Regions from separate parts of the Sus scrofa genome. Here region 1 is linked to region 2. Evidence: chromatin contacts called from public Hi-C data. All regions are on one chromosome and are shown on one strand. The core of a region is the stretch at or near the end of the contact, and the rest is flanking DNA. Distances in the headings are between cores, read along the strand shown. Region 1 holds the start of SLC6A12 (sodium- and chloride-dependent betaine transporter). Region 2 has its middle 17 kb from the start of FKBP4.

Evidence for each region. Hi-C and Micro-C count contacts between places; a contact is called where the count stands out from the background.
Region 1: a Hi-C map of retroperitoneal adipose tissue shows a contact between it and region 2, with 2.5 times the contacts expected there. The contact joins the promoter of SLC6A12 here to the enhancer-like site in region 2. A contact is called at or near these places in 1 of 5 promoter capture datasets (liver) and 6 of 47 Hi-C or Micro-C datasets (embryonic fibroblasts, liver, mesenteric adipose tissue and 3 more).

Annotation. Positions count from the first base shown.
Region 1 is chr5:67,572,353-67,579,587 of Sscrofa11.1, reverse strand. SLC6A12 (sodium- and chloride-dependent betaine transporter) reads left to right here and starts at 5,730. Exons shown (of 17, transcript XM_021092481.1): 1 at 5,730-6,024; 2 at 6,319-6,906. It overlaps SLC6A13 (sodium- and chloride-dependent GABA transporter 2), which reads left to right. Exons shown (of 18, transcript XM_005664093.3): 14 at 237-339; 15 at 1,092-1,192; 16 at 1,475-1,645; 17 at 1,923-1,983; 18 at 1,986-5,439. The coding sequence ends at 2,044.
Region 2 is chr5:67,334,562-67,342,277 of Sscrofa11.1, reverse strand. No RefSeq gene overlaps it. Among named protein-coding and RNA genes, the nearest start is that of FKBP4, 17 kb to the right of the region's middle. Within about 2 kb of position 5,302, at least 26 of the 83 cell types and tissues checked have an H3K27ac peak or open chromatin away from gene starts, as enhancers often do. A contact at or near this core is called in liver and retroperitoneal adipose tissue, where this site is marked.

The DNA.
Region 1 (7,235 bases), core at 4,481-6,980, 240 kb before region 2:
GAACTCTGGGTCAACCCCTACATGTTCTCAGGGATAGTGAACAATGGCTCCGTTTCATCCATCTTCCTTCCAAAACAATCATAAAGCATCATTATTGTCTCAAATCTGTGTAGCAGTTTATGGCTTACAAACTACACGCTCTTCTCATCTGTCTCCTGTGGTCCTCCTCACCTCGGCTCTGTCCCCAGGGTGTCTGTTTCTCTGGATAAAGTCTGTGTCTCTCTCCCCCTGGGCAGGGCGGTATGTACGTGTTTCAGCTCTTTGACTACTATGCAGCCAGTGGCATGTGCCTGCTGTTCGTGGCCATCTTCGAGTCCCTCTGTGTGGCTTGGGCCTATGGTGAGTGACTTTACCCGTGGTCCTGACCCCAGCACTCGCCTCTGCCCAGGGCTCTTGGACAAAAGAGAGACATCACAGCTCACACCCTTTTTTCTGGGACTCCCCTTTACCCAGCGTCAAACCTCCCAAGGATCCTACACAGGGACCATAGGATGAGCCCCCAGAGGTCGCTTTGTCCACCCTCCTGGTTATGGTTGCCCCCAGAGGTGGGCCCCTCTCCTGTCCCATCCAAAGCTTTTCAGCCTTTAATAACCTTAATCATCAGAAAGTTCCTGCCTTTGCCTAAGTCAGGTTCTGTGCACGCCGCTTATGCCTATGGGTTCCAGGGAAGCATTTACTCCTGGCAATGCCTGGCAAAGACACCCCTGATATCTTTTTTTTTTTTGTCTTTTTGCCTTTTCTAGGGCCACTTCCGTGGCACATGGAGGTTCCCAGGCTAGGGGTCTAATCAGAGCTGTGGCCACCGGCTTATGCCAGAGCCACTGCAACACAGGATCCGAGTTGCGTCTGTGACCTACACCACAGCTCACGGCAACACCGGAACCTTAACCCACCGAGCAAGGCCAGGGATTGAACACGCAACCTCATGGTTCCTAGTCGGATTCGTTAACCACTGAGCCACCACGGGAACTCCGACTCCTGATATCTTTTATGATTGGTCTTTGCCCTTCCCGGTCAGCGTGGTCCCCATCCTGCTGCTTTGGGAGCTAAAGAATGTCCTTTCTCCCCCTTCCTTCTCCTCTTCATGGCAGGAGCAGGGCGCTTCTATGACAACATTGAACACATGATTGGGTACAGGCCATGGCCCCTCATCAAATACTGCTGGCTCTTCCTCACACCAGCCGTGTGCACAGTAAGAGAACCTTCGGGAGGGAGGCCAGATGAAGGGAGGGATGCTGGTACAGGAGGGATCATGGGCCATGAGCCCTAGAAAGGGCTTCTCCATGGTGATTGAAAACCATTTTAAATTTTCATTCATCCTCCTGGTGGATTCTAGAAAATGCCAGCAGGATGCCCTGGAAACACCTCCTGGGGGTGTGGCTTTTGGACAGAAGGTGGATGGAGATGGGGAGGCAGATTGGTCCAGGGGGCCCCAGGCTCCCCCAGCCCCATTCTCTTCTACTGTCACCCTCAGGCCACCTTCCTCTTCTCCCTGATCAAGTACACCCCGCTGACCTACAACAAGAAGTACATGTACCCGTGGTGGGGCGATGCCCTGGGCTGGCTCCTGGCTCTCTCCTCCATGGTCTGCATTCCCACCTGGAGCTTCTACAAACTCAGCACCCTCAAGGGCTCTCTCAGAGAGGTAGGAAAGCATCCAGAGGATGGGCTGGGGTCCCCCTGTTGGTCGGTGGCTGCCCGCCTAGGTGGAAGCTGGTACACAGGAGGGCCAGGGATCCTGGTGCAGTCCTGGGGAGGGACGGAGTGGGTGCTTGGAACTCTCAGAAAGAGACAGGGTGCTTCCGAAACACCAGCTATGTGTATAGGGTTGGCACCTGGAGGGCACGTTTGTGGGCGGGGAGGCACGTCGACGTGCCCCCCCCAACTCCCGCTCATGACAGATGCCTCCACTCTCCTTGCAGAGAGTTCGCCAGCTCATGTGCCCAGCTGAGGACCTGCCCCAGTGGGACAGGGCAGGACCCTCTGCCCCGCAACACCCAGGACATCACTTCTCATACTCACAGAAGTGGAGTCTCACTGCTAGGGGGACAGGCCCTGGGACAGTCCAGTAAGCCTGGCTATGGGGACAGTTGCAGAAGGAAAGGGCAGCAGCAGCCCCACTGTGTTTCTTTGTCCCACCGGGGTGGGCAAGACAAGAGGGGACATTTGGAATCCTCCTCCTGAGCTGGGCTTCCACCCCAGGTCCTCTGCTGCAGGGGTGGCTGGACCGGTGTGAAGGGCCAGTATTAAGGGGACTTGGGAGGCTGCGGGAGGGACAGGAGCTCTTTTTGGCTTCACTTCATTCCATTAAATCCACCTTCTTCCCACCAGCTGCTAGCACTTCCGCCTGGTTCCTGCCCCACCTCACTTGCTGCCTTGACCACCCCCTGATTTTTAAAGTGGGCCCTTAGGCCTGCCCCCTCCCTCCCCCTTCCGGCACCCCTCCCCCCAGGTCCTCCATCACCAGACCCTCCGGCAGATGGGCCGGCTCACCTCTATCCCCGCACCCGCCTCACCCCGCCCCAGTCCCTCCCCTCCTCCTTCACTTTGTGGATAAGAAAGGCAATGGAGGTTGGGGGGGGGCGTGACAAGGAAGGAGGCCCCTGAGCCCTTGCTGGAGGAGGGAGGAAACGATGGTGAGCTTCTTCCCGCCCGATTTCCCTTGCCGTGTCCTTGTCTGACCCCAGCCGCCAAAACGGTGTGTGTGCGCGCCCAGGGCTTGGTGCTAGGGGCGCGAGAGAGCGACAGCGGCGACCGCTGGCCCCAGGCGGCAGGTCCGCGAAGCTCTGGCAGAGCGGGGCACTACCCGGCTCGGCCAGCAGAGGGAGCACCTTCTCCGGGACCATCACCGCGCAGCTCGGCCAGCAGGATGGACTCTGACGCCGCCACGAGGGGTGGCACCGCGGCAACCTCCGCTGGGCTGCAGGGCCTGGGCGCTTGGATCGCCTGACAGGAGACAGGTGGAAGGCAGAGCCTTTGCGCCCTCGGGACAATGGACGTGGCCTCGGCCCTGCAGCGCCTCTCTCCGGGAACGTGTGTGGAGGGGGGCGTGGGGAATGCGGGCACACAGCGCATTTCTCCCCGACCCGTGGAGGTTCTCTGTTCAGATGGCTCTTCTTCCAGGGCTGTTCCCGGGAGGGGGATTCTTAGAACTGCAGACCGAGCTGCACAGTATTCCCTGGGTGATTTTCTTAGTTTACTTGTCAGGTAGTGGGAACGTGCACTGAAGGCTTTGCCTGAAGTCTTTGGGTTTTGATTCTTTGTTGTTGGGAGAGTTTATAAAAATCAATGACAGCAGCCCTACTGTGTGTCAGTCCTGGCGGCTCCTTCCTGGACAGTGACTGGCTGTGCACTCCCATCCCCCCCCTCCAGGGTGCCAGGCTCAAGAGGGTCCTAAGATGGGAGAAATAAGTCTGCTGGAGAAACAGGCAGGAACTGGAGGTACCACACCTGGCATCCCCACACGTCTGAGAGCATGTGCGGTGCACTTGCTTCCTGATGCTGTGCTGTGCTCAGGACCCACAGGAGCAAAAACAGATGCATCTCTTGAAGGACAAATGCTATGAGAGAAGAGCGCAGGCTCTGAGAAAAAACAAGTGGGTGTGGGAAGGATGATCTAGTTCAGGGGGTCTGGGAAGGCTGTTCTGAGGGTGAGATATGTCTCTCTCACCATCTGACCGAAGTTGCGAGACCCTGGGCGGCCAGGGAGGTGGGCCGGTCAGTTGTGGAGATTGACAGCTTTGTTAATGTCAGGACAATGTGAACCAGGATCAGGAGGTATGGGTTCTAGTCCTCACCTGCTGTGGACCTGCTGGTTTCTTTGTGGAATTCGGGTCTTCATTTTCTGCAGAGATGATACTGTACACCCCACCTACACTTGGGTTTGTGGACATATTTCAAGCAAATTCATCCTATTCTCCACGACCCTACTCCCCCCTGCCCCACACTGGGCTGTCAGTGAAACAGAAAAGCCCAGAAAGAGCTTAGACACCTCTTGCTGCCTCTCTGGCTTTCCCAGCCCCAGGCATCAGGCTGTATTGGACCCCAGAAAGAAGGCTACACATTTCTGACCTAAGCATTTTTCCTAGGAGGCAAGAGAGAGGAGCTAAAATATCCTGCATGCTCTGGCCCAAGGGTCCTGCTCAGCACCAGCAGTTTTGTCCAAGAAAAGCAAGACCTGAGTCCTCCAAGCCCTGATCTTTCCCCTGATTCTGGGAGAGCAATGCCCTCCCAGAAGAGGGAAGACCGGGATCATTTTTTCCCTCAAGCTGCATCCATCCATCCATCCATCCATCCATCCATCCATCCATCCATTCTTCCATCCAACCATCCATTCATCTATCTTTCCTTCCTTTCCTCCCCCCTTCCCTTCTTTCCTTCCTTCCTTCCTTCTTTCCATTCATCCTTCCATACATCCATTGGGTGCCTACTCTGAGCCAGCACTGTATTGAATGCTAGAGGCAGAAACAAAGAACTATGAAATGTGACCCTTTAGATAGTCAGAGTCTGGAAACCAGTATGCTGCAGTGGAATGAGTGTGGATTTTTGGAGCCGAGAGGCCCAGCCCAGCTTCAAATCCCAGCTCCCTCATTTACTAGTATATGGTCTTAGGACACATCATTAGCTTCTATTCATCCCAATTTTCTTATCTGTAAAATGGGCTAATAATTCCTACATTTCAAGGTCTTGTGAGGACAAGCTGGGGTAACATGTAAAGCACTTGCCTGAGTTAGATGCTCAGGAACTAGTGCCATGCCAGGCCCTCTAAAAGCAGGTGTGGGTTAGAAGATGGCCGTGGTGAGGAGAACATTCAGTGGTTTTCACTGCAGCATGATAACAGATTCATTTAAGCATATTTCATCTTGACTCTGGACCCTTCCCAACATAGAAGCAGCCCAGCCCAGGTAGGGTTTCCAGGTAACTTAGGGATTCCTACCTTTTGCAAAGACAGGGGTCTCCTGCCTCCAGGGGTTTACCAATTGTTCTGAATGCCCAGTGGGTTGGGTGGGCTTGAGTAAGGGGGGGATGGGAGTTACAGGGAAGCCAGGTCTAGCAGGGCAGCTCTGTCCTGTGAAGTGAAGAAGAGATGACACAGGTAATCCCTTATTACAGAAAGTCCTGCAGAAAGCCTACACACTGTAGGCACGAAGTAACATTTTCAAAAGAATGACTGAACCAGGAAACGCATCCTCTGCCCAGCCTGATTTTCTTCCCGCCCGCTCCCCCTCCCACAGAGACTGGGCCTTTTGTCCTGGAGTAGCTGCAACCAGGTGGTCACGTTGACTTTGGTGTCCCCTCGCAGCGGGCTGCGTGGTTGACACACGGTAGGCCCGGCGTGAAGGGTCAGGGCATGGCAGCGAGCAGTCACCGCATCCCAGCTGAGTGCAGGGGAAACGCCTCTGCCTCTGCGGAGCTGCACCCTCCCCGGCTCCGCCCACCCCCAGCCACCCGAAGACACCAGGGGTCTGAGAACTGAGGTTGCCCTGGCTTCCTCTCCACGGGGGGCCCACAGGAGGTGCCAAGTGGGGGCCGGAGGGATGCTGAGTGGGGGGGGCTGCTCGATGGAAAACTACAGGCTGAGACTCTCACTTCACACCCCGGCCCTGCCGGGAAGGTCGAAAATGCGAAGGGGAAGCAGAGGCAAAGGGAAATTTCCCTTTCTCCCCGCAACCCTCCCCCACAGCAGCCGGGGCTGAAGCAGCCCGCTGTTGTCCGGAAGGAGGCATTGGCTGTTCTGAATGAGTGGCCAAGGGCCGTCCTGTCCAGCGCTGTGAAGACCTCTCAGGAACAGCAGTGAGGACTGGGCACATGGAGGGGAGACAGACACTTGTTCCACAAATACCAACTCGCCACTGATGGCTGCCAGGCAGTGGGATGTTCCAGCCGTGGGCTTCCTGCCTGAGACTGGACCCTCCACCATCCCAGCCCTTGCTTCAGAAGACTCGCAGCCAACACCACCAAGTCCCCTGAGGCACCAGCAGCACCCTAAGCCATGTCCCACCTTGCCTTTAGCCCTCACAGCAGGTCTGTGAAGTGGGTGTGTTACCCACGCTTTACAAGTTGGGAAACAGGGCTCAGATGCTTGCCTGGCTGACCAGTAAATGACAGAGGGAGGTCAGACTCAGCTCTGTCTGCCTGCAAACCAGTATCCTTTCTAGATTGTGCTTCTGGGGGTGTGCTCTGGGCACTTTCTCTAGGAAAATCCCAAGGAAAAGGGTTGTGGTTGTGAAGGTCCAGAGCTCTGCCTTGAAACCACAGGGGCAGGTACTCGGTGGAAAACTCCAGCTCGTGATTCACCTCCTCCCCTGCCCTCGTCAGCGAGGCCAGCTCCCCTCCCCAGATCTCAGTTTCAAGCTTGGGAGCTGGGGGCGCCTGTCCTGCTGCCCTGGTGAGAGAGAGAGACCTTGCCCTGCCCATCGTCTCCTCCCTGGAAGGATAAGGAGCCGAGGTGAGAGGGGGAAGGGAACAGGGTTGAAGGAGGAGAAGGGAGGGGAGGCGGGTGCGAGGCTGAGCCCAGCTGGAGGGGTCGACCTGGGGCAGCATCCACAGGGGGTGGGGGGTGGGGTGCTGCCGGAGGGAGGCGTGGGAGGGGGCCTGGGACAGAGGACTTCCTGGGGTTGGATGTTGTAATCCTGGCTCACAAAATTTTGACCTCAGTCCCTTCTGTTGCTTGTGGTATTTCTCTGCCCCTTCACTTCCCAACACACCGGCTGGCACGCGCGCCGCACCGCCGCACACACACACCACACACACACACACACACACACACACACACGCTGCTGTCGGTCTGAGGGTCCCAGGATCACGACTGGATTCTGAGCTGGGAGCAACAGGAGGGTGCAGTCTCCCCCGGGGGGCCCTGGGACGAGGTTCAAGGCTGAGCAGAGCCCAGGAGTCCAGGACGAGGTGAGCGGGAAGGGCGGGAAGAGCGGGCCAGATCCCGCCCCAGAAACCTGGGGGAGGGCTGGGTGGAACCATGTGTTTGAGCTGCGAAAAGTCTGGTGTTTTGGGAATCTTAGGACAAGGGTGTCACCCCAGCTCCCCCTCACCATCTCCAGCATCTGATTTGCTCAGGGACAAGCCTGGGTGGCAGGAAAGTTGGTAGATGGGGGGCTGGCCACGGAGCGTGGGTGAGAGAGGGGTGATCACCTGATGGCAGGGGGCCAGGGTGGTGGTGGGAGACGGTCCAGCAGGTGGGAAGGAAGCGGCAACTGATCAGAGGGAGGGACTCTTGC
Region 2 (7,716 bases), core at 4,053-6,552:
AACTTCCTGCAGGTGCAGCACCCTCCCCCCCAAAAAACAGGTCATTTTTAAGTACACCTGAAACTAATACAACATTGTAAGTCAACTATACTCCAATAAAATTAAATTTCAAATTTTTTTTAAAAATAAAAATGGGCAAAGGATTTTTTTTTTCTTTTTAGGGCCACACCGATGGCATATGTAAGTTCCCAGGCTAGGGGTTGAATTGGAGCTACAGCCTCTGTGGCCTACACCAGAGCCACAGCAACTTGGGATCCAAGCCGTGTCTGCCACCTACACTACGGCTCACGGCAATGCCGGATCCTTAACCCACTGAGAAAGGCCAGGGATCGAACCTGCACATGGATCCTTTGTAGGGTTCATTAACCAACTGAGCCACGGAGGGAACTCCCTTGGCAAAGGATTTAAGCGGACATTTCTCCAAAGATGATTAGTGATCAGTAAGCATTTAAGAAAAGCACTCACCATCTCAGTCACTAGAAAAATACAAGTCAAAACTACAGTGAGCTATCTCTCCCTGCTCACTGGAATGACTACAGCCAATAAAGCACATGATAAGTTTGGGCAAAAATGTAAAGAAATTAAAATCCTCATCCATTGCTGGTGGGAATGTAACATAATGCGGCCACTTGCTTGGAAAATAGTATGACAGTTTCTCAAATGTTAAGTAAAGAATTACCACAAACTGGCCATTTCATGTCACGTGATCAACCCAGGGGCGATGAACACACAGGTCCACGTGAAGACTTGTAGGTAAATGTTCACAACAGCCTTCTCCATTGCCGCCAAAGGTGGAAACGCTGCCCATTGCCTGATGAGTGCACATGGCACAGTGCAAGGAGATTGTTCAACGACAAAGAGGAAGGAAGCGCTGACCTGAGCTCCAGCGGCTACGAAGCGGAACAACATCACGCTCCACGAGAGAAGCCAGACCCCAAAGAACACAGATCGCATGACTCCCCTTCAGTGAAATGTCCAGAACAGGCAAATCTACAGACAGAACATAGTTAGTGTTCTGGAGGGACAATGAGCGACTCTAAAGGGTATGAGATTCTTTGCGGAGTGACAGAAATGTTCTATAAATAGATATGGTGATGGTTGCACAGCTCTGTAGATACACTATCATTAAATTGTATACAAAATAGGTGAACGTTATAGTATGCACAGAATGTTTGTTTTATGATGATATTTACCCCTGGCACTAAGACTGTGATCTCCAAATACAACTGGAGAAACCAAGACTTCCTAGAGAAAGTGCTGACTCCAGGTCTGAGCCAGAAATACGAAACAGGAGCTGGGAACTTACTGCCACTCTGACAGCAACGAACTGAACAAAGACTATGCGTCTCGTCTCTCGATGCTCTGAGCACTCAATTTCCAACCTAGAGGGGGTCTGCCACCTCCTCAACACCGAGCACTTCTTGGGACACCAGCGGGGTGTCCTACAATTTAAGGCCATTCTGACAGAATCCACCTAGAGACAGCATCAGATTCCATGGGTTAAGGGCCCCCTCCCACAGGACTATCCCTGCCCCCCACCCTTCAGACGCGCCAGTCACAAGCCCAGGCCTTTATCTGTACTCTGACCAACTGGCTACAAATAGAGATTCCTCACTGGGCTTGGTTGATTCGCTGGAGCCACTCATGGAACTCAGGGAAGCATCGTACCAGCCACGGCACTAGTTTCTGTAAAAGGAGGTAACTCAGGAACAGCAGGATGAAGAGATGGCTCAGGGAAGCGTTTGGGGAGGGGTGCAGAGCTTCCGGGCCCTCTGGGTGCTCCCCGCTCCCAGCATCTCCACCTGCTCACCAGGCCAGGAGCTCTCTAGACCCCACCCTTTTGGGGGTTTATGGAGGCTTCATCGCGTAGGCACGACTGACTAAATCCTCAGCCACTGGTGACTGATTTCCCCTTCCAGCCCTTCTCCCCTCCTCCGAGGTCTGCGACTGAAAATTCCAACCCTGTAATCAGCTGGGCGGTTCCACTGGCCACAAGTCCCCATCCCTAAAGTCATCTCATTAACATAAGCCCAAGTGCGGTGGAAAGGAGCTTATTATGAATAACAAGGCACCCCTTTCACCTTTATGGCCCTGAAGTAATTTCAGGAGTTAAGGACAAATATTACGACATAAAATGCTCTCATAGCTCCATCACTCAGGGAATTCCAAGAGTTTTGGGAGCTGTGATTCAATAACCTTGGATAAAGACCTAAACTACATGTATAAGAAATACATTTTGGGCATTTGAATGACCAAACATATATTTCTTATAAATAACAATACAGCAGGAGTTCCGTTGTGGCTCAGTGAGGTAACGAACCTGATTAGTATCCATGCGGACTCGGGGTTCCATCCTTGGCCTCACTCAGTGGGTTAAGGATCCGGTGTTGCTGTGAGCTGTGGTGTACGTCACACACATGGCTCAGATCTGTTACTGTGGCTGTGGCATGGGCGGGAAGCTATGGCTCCGATTCCACCCCTAGCCTGGGAACCTCCATATGCCATGGATTCAGCCCTAAAAAGACAAAAAAAAAAAAAAAAAAAAAAAAAATATCAGGACATGGCGATTAAGATGGTGTCAACAGATCTCAAGAGGCTATTTGGAAGGACTTCCGTCCAAAGACAGGACATTTTGTGGCATTAATAGAGATAATAATTGCAATGGATTGAAATACATCAATTATGTTTACGCCTCTGAGTTCATAATGATTCTTTTCTTTTCTGGCCTCCCTATGGCATATGGAGTTCACGGGCTGGCAATCAGATCCAAGCCTCAGCCATGACCCACACTGAAGCTTTGGTCACGCCAGATCCTTAACTGGCTGTGCCCGGCCAGGGATGGAACCTTTGTCCCAGCACTCCAGAGATGCTGCTGATTGAATTATGGCTCTGAGAGAACTCCTGTAATGATTCTTTAAAAAAAAAAAAAGGGAGTTCCCGTCATGACGCAGTGGTTAACGAATCCAACTAGGAATCATGAGGTTGCGGGTTCGATCTCTGGCCTTGCTCAGTGGGTTAAGGATCCGGTGTTGCTGTGAGCTGTGGTGTAGGCCGCAGACTCGGCTTGGATCCTGCGTTGCTGTGGCTATGGTGTAGGCTGATGGCTATGGCTCCAATTAGACCCCTAGCCTGGGAATCTCCATATGCCTCAGGAGCGGCCCTAGAAAAAGGCTAAAAGACAAAAACAAAACAAAAAGTCGCCATTAAAGGATATGAAACAACCAGTTATTTTGGAAAATGATAAATAAAAGAACAAATCAAGCAATTATCCAAACTTTTCTATATAAACTGTACCACTGCTGGGTAACAAACTATTTATACGGGGCAGTATCTCTTTGTAGAAGTCTGCCAGTTAGTAAATGAAGAAGGAATGATATAATAATAACACCATTTTTCAACCCACAATCAGACATTATCTACCTCCTACTGGAAGAATCTAGCATAATCTCTGTTGCCCCCTCCTTATCTAACCTGAAGCTAATCAAACCTTTATACTGCACTAATTTACAGTAAATACAGAAACCAGAGAAACACCAGGCACATGTGAAATGTCATGAGAATACAATTAGCAAAACCCAAAATATGGGGAAACAACTCGGTTTCCTCAATAAATAAATTGCAAGGGAGAAAAAAAGATGAAAGGAGAAAGCCCTAGATCAAAAAAGCTAAGTGAGGAGTTCCCGTGGTAGATCAGTGGTTAACGAACCTGACTAGCATCCATGAGGACTCGGGTTCCATCCATGGCCTTGCTCAGTGGGTTAAGAATCTGGTGTTGCTGTGGCTGTGGTGTAGGCCTGCAGCTGTAACTCCGATTAGACCCCTAGCCTGGGAACCTCTATATCCCTCGGGTGTGGCCCTAAAAAGACAAAAGACCAAACAAACAAAAAAATTAAAAAATAAAATGCTGATGAAGGAGTTCCTGTTGTGGCTTATTGGGTTAAGAACCCAACTAGTCGGAGTTCCTGTCGTGGCGCAGTGGTTAATGAATCCGACTAGGAACCATGAGGTTTCGGGTTCGATCCCTGGCCTTGCTCAGTGGGTTAAGGATCTGGCTTTGCCATGAGCTGTGGTGTAGGTTGCAGATGTGGCTCGGATCCCGTGTTGCTGTGGCTCTGGTGTAGGCGGGTGGCTACAGCTCCGATTAGACCCCTAGCCTGGGAACCTCCATATGCCTTGGGAAGCAGCCCTAGAAAAGGCAAAAAAAAAAAAAAAAAAACAAACCCAACTAGTATCCATGAGGAAACTGGTTCAATCTCTGGCCTTGCTCAGTGGGTTAAAGATCTGGTGTTGCCACAAGCTGCAGCATAGGTCACTGATGTGGCTTGGATCTGGAGTTGCTGTGGCTGTGGTGTAGGCTGGCAGCTATAGCTCTGATTTGATCCCTAGTCTGGGAACTTCCATATGCCACAGGTGCAGCCCTAAGAAGACAAAAAAAAAAAAAAAAAAAGTGTGAATCTGTGTTATTCACCCAGTTAAGCCCCTGTGATGGCTTCCCGTTTCCTCCACAGCCCTGGTACAAGCTTCCCACATGGCAGCCAAAAAGCCCTTCATGGCCCCAGCTTTCGATTCTTCCTGTTCCTCCCAGCACCCTTTGCTCAAGCTGAGCTGGCCATGGAAAGTCAGGCTCACCTCGGTTCCCCTGCCTGGGATGCTTCCTGGCCGTGTCCACTGCAAAACCCTATTCTCTTTCTTTTTCTGTGTGTGTGTCCTTTTGTCTTTTCTAGGGCCGCACCTGTGGCATATGGAGGTTCCCAGGCTAGGGGTCTAATCGGAGCTGTAGCCACCCGCCTACACCACAGCCACAGCAACTCGGGATCCGAGCCTCGTCTGCGACCTACACCACAGCTCATAGCAACACCGGATCCTTAACCCACTGAGCAAGGCCAGGGGTTGAACCCACAACCTCATGGTTCCTGGTCGGATTCGTTAAACACTGTGGGCCATGATGGGAACTCCCCTATTCTCTTTCAAGACATCTTCTCCTATGAGGCTTCTTTTGATACCCCTTCTCACCCCACCTCTCCTTGGGAATCCACACGCAGTCCCCTGAAGCTCCATCTGCCTGAGCGCTTCCCCCCCACTTTCCCGCACTTTGTTTCCCTGGCTGACTCACTCTTTTAGACCCCTGACCGCTTCAGAGCGGGGAGTCAGCTTTGCACCCCCGGAGTCCAACGTAGAACCTGCCACCTAGTGGGCACTCGGTGACCTTTGGAAAAATGACGCAAATCCTGGATCGCGTGGCGTGTGCACCTGAAAGATGGGGGTGACTGCTGCCCTCTCCTGGCCATGAGGGGCATTGTCCGAACCACAAACATCTTCCCTCCCCTCCTTTGCCCAAAAAAGAGGAAAGGGGAGGTAGAAAAAGGAGGTGATGGAGGGTGGGGAAACTGCCTAGCCGTTTAAAGAGACAAATTGGGCTGAGGGGTTGGCGGCACCCATGTCTGTGCAGCCAGGGTGCAGAACAAGGTGGGCCAGCCTTCCCCCACTAAACTGCAAAGTCTTTGGATTACATCGTATTTGTTTCTCAACCCGTCCTGTCGTTGTCATTGCTACTATTACGGCTGCTTTCATTTATTTTTGTAGGTTACTCCTAATTTTTTCCTCCATCGTTGTAAAACATGTGTTTGGTTCTTCTGTATAAAAAGACTGAATCTGACGACTAGCTTCTCCCGATTCTGACTCAGCTTCCTACTGGTCGCAAGTTGTCCCTGGTGTCCTGGGAATTAGGATCCTCCGGCGCCCCACCCCTCCTCTCCCTCCCCCCAGCCCCTCCTCTCAACCTTACCTCTTCCCTCCCCCTTAACCCTCCTCCTTCCTCTCCCCTCCCCTGTGCCCTTTCGCACGTCATGCGACATCGTGCGCCCCCTCCTGGCGAGGAGAAGCACAACCACAGACACCTGTGAGGCTGCAGGTCTAATCATCTATATTTTGATACACGGAAAAGGGACTAACACCTAACACAGGAAATGGATTTGCGGAAGGAGTTTGGAGTGGAAATAGCGGTTTGTGAGTGACAGACACGAGGATGTTAGCCACCTGCAGAGAAACACTGTTTATCTTGGAGCCCTTCATTTTTATCATACAAGATACTCAGCAAATATCTGATGTCTATTGAAATATTGGGAGGAGACTACATTTAAAAAGCAAAAGGGACTAAGGCCCTAAGGCCCATCTTCTTACAGTGTAAAAAATTGAGCTTCCTGATAGGTTTGCCCTAAATTTAGGAATCCACCCCACTAGAAAGAACATGCCATTTTCAAGTCTTCTGAGCTTCAGAAAAAGTCCTCCTCGTCACTCATTAGCTCCAGTCCACCCCTCCTTTCCCTGAAGAGTTTACTGAACCACCATACACACTGTCTCCAGGTGAAATACCTGCCCTCCAGTGGTTTACAATAAGTTTAGTGAGACATGACACCAATGAGGAAAGATCGCACCCTGTCCTCAAGAAGCTTGTCATCTCACTGGAAGGCAGAATGAGTAGAGGACCACAGGCGGAGTAGTGAAAGCATAAATGGGCAGTCCCTGAGCCCTGAAAATGTGCAGTGTAGAAAGTAAGGGCTTTCAGTCAGGGGGAGCTATCCGGGAAGGCTTCCTGAGGGAGGCTGGATTTGAACTGCCCTAGGCCAGGGAGAAGTAGCAAAGAAAAGAACATCCCGTGTCCAGGGGTCTGAGGCATCCTGCGTCCCAGGGCTGGAGTTCTCATTCAGAGAAGCAGCTGGCCAGCCAGCCCACATTCTCAGAGAGAGAGCTGGGCCAGGGCAGGGACAGCAAGGAACTCAGCGGCTCACTTTACCTTGCCAGCTCCCGGTCACCAGTGTGCTTGGTCCCCTTTGCCCCCCTTCGATAAACCCTGTGCCTGGGCAGAGTGATACATCGAAGTGCTGACCAGCATCGCAAAAGGTCAGCAGTGAGGCCAGCACCAGGTTGGAGGAGACTGATGCTGGGCAGCCCAATGGGCAGAGAGTCTCTAAGGGATGAGGTGGGCTTGACCTTCCAGACTCCCACCCCTCAACAGCATCAGCTTGGTTTGCAGAACTGTGGACCACTGTTCAAAAGTAACACAAGCAGCAGGCCAGGTTTGCCTTCCCATCAGAACTGAGTGAGAGGGCTGCAGAGAGATGTTTTCCCAGATGCTGGTTTCATCCCAGTCCACCCCCATCCTCTGATAAATGGCCTAAATGCTCCAACAGCAAAGTGGCTTCTTACCATCTCGAGCCTAAGTTCGTCTGCTTCCCAAATCTAGTACTCTCCACCCAATCCTGTCGTCTCCCACTCCTCAACATTCAGTGCCACCCAAGGCTCATCTGCTTCTGTGCCCAAATGCTTGTGCCCACCTTGGGCAGCTCCTGTTGCCACCAACATGGCCCCCTGCCCCCTCCGCTCAGAACAATGGGGCAGAAACAAACTACACTGGCCGCAGAGGCAGAAAAGCCAGCTTCCAATCGCTCAAGAAACACTGAGTGCCTGTCCACTGCTGCTGTGGCCAATTGCCTCAAAACTTGGAAGCTGAAAATAATACAAATTTATTTTCTTACAGTCGTGGAGGTCAGAAGTCCAAAATCAGTCTCATGGGGCTAAAATCAAGGTGGCATCAGGGCTGTGTTCCTTCTGGAGGCTCCAGGGAGAATTTGGTCCCCTGCCTTTTGCAGCTTCCAGAGATGGCCCATATGCCTTGGCTTATGGCCCCAGGGCATTGTCACATCTTCATCTCTGATG